2 separate regions of the Mus musculus genome follow, and region 1 is linked to region 2. The links are chromatin contacts, called in public HiChIP or PLAC-seq maps. All regions are on one chromosome and are shown on one strand. Each heading gives the region's core, a stretch centred on a gene start, on an enhancer-like site or on the middle of the called end of the contact. The rest is flanking DNA. Distances are from core to core; before and after follow the strand shown.

Region 1 (4,441 bases), core at 626-3,125, 250 kb before region 2:
TGAGTCCTCTGACTTCCACATGTGCACCTTGGCAAACATGTGTGTGCACACATGCACACACACTCACAAATAAATAGATGGATAAACAAACAAATAAATACTATGATTTGTTTTTAAGAAGACGAGAGTGTGGTAGGTGGCAGATAGGATTAAACACCCTTAAAAGCTTATGGGTTGAAGGTTTGCTCTCCAGCTGGTGGTGCTGTTGAGGTGTGATTGAACCATGGGAGTCCTGTCTTCATCAGTGTGTGAGTCTACACTTAAGTTCATAGCCTAATAGACTGTTGAGAATCAGACCTAGTTGGAGGAATTAAGCCACTGTTGAGTCTTTGGAGAGGGTCCTCTCCCCAGCTCTCCCTCTGCCACGTGGTCAGCAGCTGTCAGGAGGCGCTCTCCTTACACAGAGTGATGGAGCTCCTGCCATGGGCTGAAAACTGTGACACCAAGAATCAGATCAATCTTTTAGTTTTCTTTTCTTTACAGAGCTCTGGTTGTCCTGGAACTCAATATATATAGACCATGCTGACCTTGAACTCACAGAAATCTACCTGCCTCTGCCTCCCAAGTACTGGGGTAAAAGGAATACACCACCACACCCGACCTCAATCTTCTAATTCTTCTTTTCAATGTTTTTCATGGGTTATGAGAAGCTAGGGCAGTCCAGTAAGTAATGGCCCCTCCAAATTCCACATATTAATCCCTAGGGCCTTTCATGATGATGAGAAATTAACAGTAAAAGTCAAATTATCATTAAGGTAATCAATCGAGTGACTGTAGAAATAGAAATGATTTTGAATCATCAGGTGTGTGTGCCCACACTGGCAAGGGACCTTAAAAGTGGAGGAGAGGGACCTGAGAGCTACAGGGAGGTGTGGCCAGGGACGAGAGGTCAGAGATATGTGACAGGACAGACTGTAAACACAGGGTGAGGAGCCATGAGCCAAGCCATGTTGGAGGCCACCAGCACCTGAAAAAGGGAAGGGCAGAGATTCTCCTCAGAGCCTCCAGAAGAGAACATGGGCCTGCTGACGTCCTGACTCCAGCCCAGTGAGACCTATTGTGACTTCTGACCTCCACCATTGTGAAATAATGAATGTGCGTTGTTTTAAGCCACTAAATATGTGGTAATTGGTTGCAGCAGAAAGAGGAATACAAACAACATTTTTGTACCAAATATCCTTAACTGTAGCACATTCTGTTATAACCTTTGGCTGAGAAATTGTAAGTCTGGTTTTTTTTCCAGGTGTAGTGAGTGTTTTAAATCTTAGCACTTGGGAGGCAGAAGCAGATCTCTGTGAGTTCAACACCAGCCTGGTCTACATAGTGAGTTCTAGGCTAGATAGGACTCCATCATGAGAACCTGTTTCAAAAGGAAAGAGGAGGAGGAGGAGGAGGAAGAGGAGGAGGAGGAAGAGGAAGAGGAAGAGGAGGAAGTCTCTTTAGAGAGATTGCTTGCCAGGCTATGTGGAATGATATCATGCCTTTGGAGGAGTGACTGGACTTGCTGACATGTCCCTAGCTTCGAGGAATGCAGATAGCAAGCATTTTTCCAGGTGGCACACTGAGTCCTGATTTTAACTGACCATGGAGACCAGGGGAAGCTACAAAATTCAGGGAGCGTGGTTGGATATGCAGTCCCAGGACCCTTAGTCAGTATGGTCCAGGGACTGTGGATCAGGGATTGGATGGCCCTCAGACTGATGTGGGATCTCCTTTGTTCTGCCTGGGATTCAAGATTTAGCTTCCAAGCCTCCTGTGTGAAACACCCTAGCTCTTTTCAGCTCTCAGGAAACTCCCTCTAAGCCTTTCCCCTCCCTTAGCCAGGGCCCCAGCCAGCTGCTTCGCCTCCTGTGCTGCGGTTGTTTTCCCTTGACTAGCTGTCAGGCCGGTCTGCAGAGGGCCAGCCCAGCCTGTTCCAGGCGTACATTTGGGGCTCAGCCGTGGATACATTTGATTGGTTGTGGCTGGATCCAAGGGGTCCTACACAAGGCCTCTTGCTTTCTCCTTTTAGGGAAGTTGGTTCTCTCTTGCTTGTTTCTCCTCCTCTCTCTGGACGCATCACCGGCAAATCTCAATAGGGCCCAGTGCCCGCAACCAGTCTGTGATTCACGCTGAGCCTGCCAGATTGCTCACTCCAAAACCCGTGTCCTTCCTTCCCTGGACACAGCCGAGGATCCTCCACCACCACAACCATCTTAGCTTCAAATGTGAAAATAAAACAGGGGGAAAAATCACCGTAGAACCATTTTTAGTGACTCATCACATGGAACCTTTGTGTAAAACCAAGAGGCTCAGATGGCAGAGAGCTCACCCAGTTAGTGTACCCAAAGCCCTGGGTGCCACCCCAGTACTGCATAAGCCTGAGCATCGTGGTGCAAGCCTGTGGTCCCAGCACTCGGGAGGCCCAGGCAATGGGAAGTGGAAGGGGCAGAATCGGAAGCTGAAGACTGGCTTGACAGAATGGTAAAAGTACTTACTTACTATGAAAGCCTGTGTCCTGAATTCTGTCCCCCAGAACCCATGGTAGGAGAAAACAGACTCCAGAAAGTTCTCCTCTGATCTCCACATGTGTGGGCACATGTGTAATAACATCCATGTCACGTCACTAGGGCTTACTGGTTGCCAATGTAGCCTGAAAACACAACTCTAGGCTCAATGAAAGACTGTCTCAAAGGTTTTTCTTTCTTTGTTCTTTTAAAAGATCCCTTCATTTCTTTTCCTTTAGATATTTAGGTGAACAGTAATAATTTTAAAATAGGCTTTAATTTGTTTTTTTTTTGGAGAAGACTTGAATTTATAGAGAATATATGGGGCTAATACAGGGTCCTCATGTATATCTCATACCCTTCCCCCTACTGTAGACTCACGCTGGTGGGAGACCTTGGTTACAGTGGGTGAGCCAGTACTGATGCACAGCTTTCACTAGAGGACACACCCACACTTTGTTTGGATTCTCTTAGCTCTTCTTACCTAAGAACCATCTTTCTCTGCTCCGGGACCACATTTCCTTAGGTGGGCCCAGATTCCTAATCTCCTTGTGGTAGGGATAGGTTTCAGGCTTTCCTTGGTTCTTATATTTTCTTTCTAAAATTTTTGCCTTTTTTTTTTTTTTTTTTTGGTGTGATGAACATTTTTGGCCTGCTTGTATATCTGTGCGTCTTATTCATATAGTGCTCACAGAGGCAAAAAACAAAACAAAACAAAACAAAACAAAAAAAGTACCTGATCTTCTAGGACTAGGGTTACAGATGGGTGTGAGCCACCATGTGGCTAGGAATCAAACCCAGGTCCTCTGGAAGAGCAACAAGTGCTCCTAACCACTGAGCCATCTGTCCAGCCCCTAGAGCTTATATTTCCAGGAAGTTGGGTGCTTCTGATCATCTCCTCATAGTCAGGCTGCGTTGAGTTGGTGGGTCATGGATGGCCTACGTAGCGTCTGTGAAGTTGGAATCAAATGATGTATGAAGCCTACAGCATGCTTAGAAAAGTCAGTGCTGACACAATGATACACAAGGCTTTCAAGAAAGAGCCTTCTCCGTTTATCCCTGCATGTGTCACTGGCCCATTGTCACTCTCCCTCCTGAGAGCTTCTAGCTTCCTGAGCACTAGACTCCCCCTCCATGGAATGCCTTTCATTCTCTCTACCTGGCTCCCTTCTGAAGTCTTGGGAAAGATGGCAAGGTCTGGTTGACTCTTCACCTCTGCCCTCCTTTTGTCTCCACTTTCCCTGAGGCAACTGGTGCAGTCCCCAGGGCTTGCTTAGGGGTGTGGGACTGATCATTCTGTTATATGCTGGAAAGCTCCCTGGGAGCTTGCTACTCTTCTTCTACCAACACAGCCTGGTACCCAGAAGACACCAGAGGATAAGAAATGGATGGGACATTAGAGAAAGGTGTCATTTTCCAGGGCAGCCTCAAGGAACATGCAGGGTGCCAGCGGGTATGGTAATACATATCAGTGATTCACCTTTGAGTGGATTTTTTAAGGGTATTTTCTCCTTGTCCTAGAGTGTATGGCTGGGGGGTGTGAATATAGTACTGGCCACCAGGGGGCTCCAGGAGGCAGTTTAGCAGCCAGCAGGGGACGAAGGCTGGGGTGGTTTCTGCAGCCACCAGACTCCTGAAAGAAAGTGTGTCAAAAGAGAAGTCTGTTTTGCCACCGATGTGCCAGGCTCTGTAGCAAGGACAGGATGTACCAGCCTGTTCTGCAAACATGTGTAGGCCCCAAATGTCCTTTACCCCAGAGGTCTACAAAGAGGACAAAAGCTACCGAGAGCCATGAAATGACGCTGGTAGAGATAAATGAACTTATATTATGTGTGCGACCAGACCTTGATGAGGGCTTCCTGATTTCCTTCCATTTCAGTGTTTAAAGGGCTCATCTTGGTTTAGAAATTCCTAAGATCGAGATCACCACTGAGAAGTTGGAACATCGGCTGTCC
Region 2 (4,591 bases), core at 1,761-4,260:
CAGTGGAACAGCATCCTGCCCCCACTTCCTGGCTTCTGACCCACCAGCTCTCTGCTTTAGGGATGATCAGTGGCTCTTGTTGTTTATGGAAGTGCCCAGTGGGGTTTGTACCAGACCTTTCCTGACCCATGAGTCATCTTTTTTTTGTAGTAGTCGAGTGTGTGTGTGTGTGTGTGTGTGTGTGTGTGTGTGTGTGTTTCAGATTCTGCCTGCCTGCTTTCCAGCTCTCTCACTCTCATCTCATCTTGTGCTTGTCCTTTGCAGTTTTAGACACCTGTCCCATTCTTGGCACTGTGCTAATTAAGTATGGGGCATGTGTTATCAAATGTCTTGTGAGCCCAGGGATGATTTCATCTGCAAAGAAGAAGCTAGGAAACACCACTGTCTTGTGCCCTCTGTTCTTCTAAACACTACAACTGTTTTGCGGTGAAGTGTTGAATGGAGAGAGCGCCAGCCTCTGAGTAAAGCCCCCACCCCTCCTCTGCAGTTTGATGTGGGTGGGGAGATGGGCATAGGAGTGTGGATATTGGGACTTGGAAGCTGTTGGCCCCGTCCCCATGCTCCTCGCTCTTCAGTGCTCCCCCGTGCTCCTTGGTGTGTGTGTGAGAGTTGCCTGGAGAGCTCGTTTAAAGGCAGGCTGTGGACCCTCACTTTAACATGCTCACCTTTACCCTGCTCTAACAGAGGACTGACCTGGAGACAGTGCTGGAACCTCTTCCTTTTACTGAGGGAGAAACTGTTTTCCAAAGAGGAGAGTGGCCTTGGAATGAGACACTGCAGTGGTCAGTGTGGACCATCTCTGGATATTGCTGTCACCTCATAGCCTCTTGCAGACAGCCTGCCTAAAGGCAGTTCTTTTTTTTTTTTTTTTTGAGAGACAGGGTTTCTCTGTATAGCCCTGGCTGTCCTGGAACTCACTTTGTAGACCAGGTTGGCCTCGAACTCAGAAATTCGCCTGCCTCTGCCTCCCGAGCGTTGGGGTTAAAGGCGTGCGCCACCACACCCGGCCTAAAGACAGTTCTAACCCTCTTCTCAGTCACCTTTTCTTCTTCAAGCTTCTTGCTGGGAGTCACACATGTCACTGGGGGCAAAGCTAGGACACAGGCTCCAGGATTAAGTGTGGTCTGTCGACTACCCCCTTCCCGTGCGCCATTGGTGTTGATTCTCCTTTAAATGTGAGCAAAGCAGTTGTCTCTATACCCTACATTTTTTTCCTTATTTCACAAAACAAACAAACAAAAAAACCAAAATAATAACTATCATGACAACAAAAAAAATCTCTAATAACAATAAAGGAAGCAAAACAAAAGAGCAGAAAAAAAAGAGAGCTCTTTTAAAATAACCAGTAGACCCCCACACTGAAGTGCTTTGTCATGTATCTGTAGGCTTGCCACCACAGAGACCGTAAGCAAATGCTTTTCTCATGGCTGTCTTTCTCAGGATGACTTTTGATGGTCTCACCCTGCATCCTACAGACTGACTGAGTTTACTTTCCCAGTTCTTTGTTGTTGGGTATTTAGATGTCTCTCCTCCCCCTCCCCCCCCCCCCGATTTTATGATGTTAATAAATGATACTTTGAGATGCAGACTTACTGTGATTGTAGATTATTTTCTTAGGGTCAGTTTCCAGAAGCAGGATTTGATGAGTTAAAAGACAAAAGAATTTTTTTAGTTCTCAATGGCTACTGACTCCTAAGTTGTTTTCCAGAGGAGTGTCTGGAGCTCCACTGTGCTGCAACATTGTGGCCCACTGCAGATGCTGAGTGTTTTACAAAGGCTTGGGTCAGGGGTGCACGTGTTCAGTTCTTTCTTGGATCGTGGAAAGGTTGCATATGGCTTGACTTATTCTTCTTCTTAAGCTTTTATTTCCTTTGCTTTTTATGGGCAGCTCCTAGCTAGCTAGCTCAGGTCAATTTTTTTTCCCCCTATGTAGAATTTTTTAGATTCCGGGATTTTACAGATAAAATACAAACCAACTAAATTAACAACTGAGCCCAAATGTCCATCTGTATAATAAATACTTTGGACATATTTTATGGTTGGATTAGCTGTTTGTGATCTTAACTTCCTTACAGGTCACGAGTTAATAGGGTGACATTCGGAGAGTTGGGGGTCTTTTCCTCTTCTTTTTAGACTTCTCTTTGTTCTCCCCCCACCCCCCCGCCCCGCTCCCATTTCCTGTCCCCACCCCCATGCACTATGTTTGTGTCTTTGGAGATAAAAACATAAAAGGAATGGTTTTTAGTCACACGCCTTCAACTCTCTCACAACGCAGCTTTCCTAAATGATGTACTATAGACTGAGAAGAGAATCGCGGCATTGTAACAAATAGCCTGTGACTAAAGCAGGAAATCTCAGAGAGGTGTGTTTGAGGGTGTAATCCTAGCTGGTAGTATGGGGGAGTCTGACGTGTTTTTCAAGTTGGTCTTGACTCACCCTGTTCTTTCTGGAATGTTTGCTATCCTCAGTATGACAGCGTCGCCTTGATGACAGGCTCTCTCACTGGGCCATGCATACCAGGGCCCCAGAACTGGTTTGCTTATTTGCCTGGGGAGAACTGTGGAAACACCCCCTGCAAGGGGGGGGGGGCTTGCCACAGCAGCACTCAGCGTCTGACGGGCACTCGGTGACTGGGCTCCAGGCTTGCACTGGGGATGCCAAGGTTAGGTCTGGCCTCACAGTGCCGCCCTCTCCTCCAACCCTCCCTCACTCCTCCCTCACTTAATGGTGGCCGCTCTACCTGGGTGATGCTGGCCGGGTGCTTGCCTGGTGGGAGAATCTAAAGTTGGCAGTGTAGCCGGGTGTGCGGTGGCTCTGTTGCTATTTAATTTGTTAATGAAACACGGAGCCCATCCCCCCTCCTGCACACCTCTCCGCTGTTTGCGATGAGGCACAATTAATTTATTTGTGCTGTCTGTGGAGGCGGATGGCGGCTAATGCAGTGAGGGCTTTTATCTTTACGTTTGTAATGAAGAGGAGCAGGCTGCTGGCAGATTGACAAGGCTTACAGATGACTCACTAGCCGGCTGCAGATGCTTTCTTCTGAAATAATAAAATGTGCACTCGCAAGCCGGGTTCCTGCGTGAAACAGGCAGAGCTGGTTTGGGAAAGTTCATGCAGAAGAAAGAAGAAGAAAAAGGCGGGAAGCTCCCTGTGGGCTGCCTGGCCCGACTGGCTGGACTGGGGCAGGGCTCCTCTTGCCCTTTTTGGAAGGGGAACTCCTAGCCTCCCCTCCCTGCTCACTCTCCAGGTTGGCTCATTTCTGTTGCCGCAGACACCATGCTCACAACCACCTCTCTTGGGGTCCTATCGTGAATCACGTGGTGAGGCCTGCCTAGGAGGCCCCAACGTTTGCAGCCCATTTGCTCTCAGCCTGCAAGTGTATCTGGGGTTCCTCTGGCCTTTGTGTCTCTGGGTCTGGGCTTTGGTGGTGGCCTTGTTTATCATGAGTGACATTCTGTCACCTACTCTGACATAACAGTTACTATAGCAGTTTATCTAATAACTGCTACTTAATTCAGGAAAACTGCATTTTCTAAGTTGGAGGCATGTGGACTAAAATGACTATTCTCTTGACTTTCCAGTTGGGATATTCTGACATTGAAACGTTTTGTGAGTTGGATTTGTTTTATTCCTCATTCTAGAGATGAGGAAATGGAGATGGGTAGAGATTAAAATAATGTGTCTGTAATCACAAGGGAAGGTACTGACCTTGAAAGCCAAATGTCCAAAACTTGACCTTAAGATCTTTCCATGACACTGATATTCTAAGGATGAAATAAAACATTCATAAATGGCTGACCATTGCAGTTTAAGAATTAGATGAGATTATCTATATATCTATATATATTTATGGTATATTTCTATAGTTCTGTAGGCTAGCTGGAAACCACAAGATACTTAAAAGTTACCTTTTAAGCGTACCTGCAGTTCATGTGGTTTAGGCAGGTGGATTGTCCTGTGTTCGAGATCAGCCTGGGCTGGACTACAGACCGTGACCCCTTAGAACCAATGGGTATGGGGGAAAGCTGAAAGTCTGCTATGGGTCTGAGAAATGCATTGTAAAGTATACTTAAGTACTGAATCAGTTGCAGAGGGCCAAGTGTCAGCGTCCAGTTGCACCTGTCTCCTGTGCCAGCAACACAGACATGAACATGTTATCCTAACTGAGCCAGAAGGAGCTATGGGGATCTTACAGATGGAGCGACTCTGAGGATACTATTCACTTATCTAACCCATGCATGCCCACAATAATCAGCTGAGCTCCCACCGGGCTGGGAGACAGGCTTAGGCTGTGAGCAGAACATGCAGGCCTGTCTCCAAGGAACTTGCAGTCAGTGGAGGAGAACACAGTTGAGCAGGCACTGCCATGGCCAGTGACAGGAACAGTAATGAAGAAGTTGGGACATTCGAGTGCTCCTAGTAGGGTAGAGGGACATTGAGAAAGAGGCACCATAAAGGAGTGGCACTGACCAGGAGACTTGAAGGCTTTTGCAAAAAATTAAACATTAGGTTTTTAGATGTAAAAATTTTCTACCTTACAATTCTCAAATTCAGCTAATGTCAGTTGTAAGTAGGCATGGCAAGAAAC

Evidence for each region. HiChIP or PLAC-seq counts read pairs in DNA pulled down with a chosen protein or histone mark.
Region 1: a contact with region 2 is called in an H3K4me3 HiChIP or PLAC-seq map of embryonic forebrain, with 5 times the contacts expected there. The contact joins two enhancer-like sites. A contact is called at or near these places in 1 of 39 promoter capture datasets (neural stem cells), 1 of 15 datasets of contacts at CTCF or cohesin (the NIH/3T3 cell line), 7 of 484 Hi-C or Micro-C datasets (the HL-1 cell line, the N1E-115 cell line, cardiomyocytes and 4 more), 11 of 115 datasets of contacts at active chromatin or transcription factors (embryonic basal ganglia, embryonic fibroblasts, embryonic forebrain and 8 more) and 1 of 9 other capture datasets (embryonic stem cells).

The regions. Positions count from the first base shown.
Region 1 is chr7:112,465,921-112,470,361 of GRCm38.p6, forward strand. The region is part of intron 1 of Parva (parvin, alpha); the gene reads left to right. Among named protein-coding and RNA genes, the nearest start is that of Gm45998, 17 kb to the left of the region's middle. Within about 2 kb of position 1,876, at least 162 of the 459 cell types and tissues checked have an H3K27ac peak or open chromatin away from gene starts, as enhancers often do. A contact at or near this core is called in the HL-1 cell line, the NIH/3T3 cell line, embryonic forebrain and 3 more, where this site is marked.
Region 2 is chr7:112,717,816-112,722,406 of GRCm38.p6, forward strand. The region is part of intron 1 of Tead1 (TEA domain family member 1); the gene reads left to right. Among named protein-coding and RNA genes, the nearest start is that of Tead1, 41 kb to the left of the region's middle. Within about 2 kb of position 3,011, at least 151 of the 459 cell types and tissues checked have an H3K27ac peak or open chromatin away from gene starts, as enhancers often do. A contact at or near this core is called in the HL-1 cell line, the NIH/3T3 cell line, embryonic forebrain and 3 more, where this site is marked.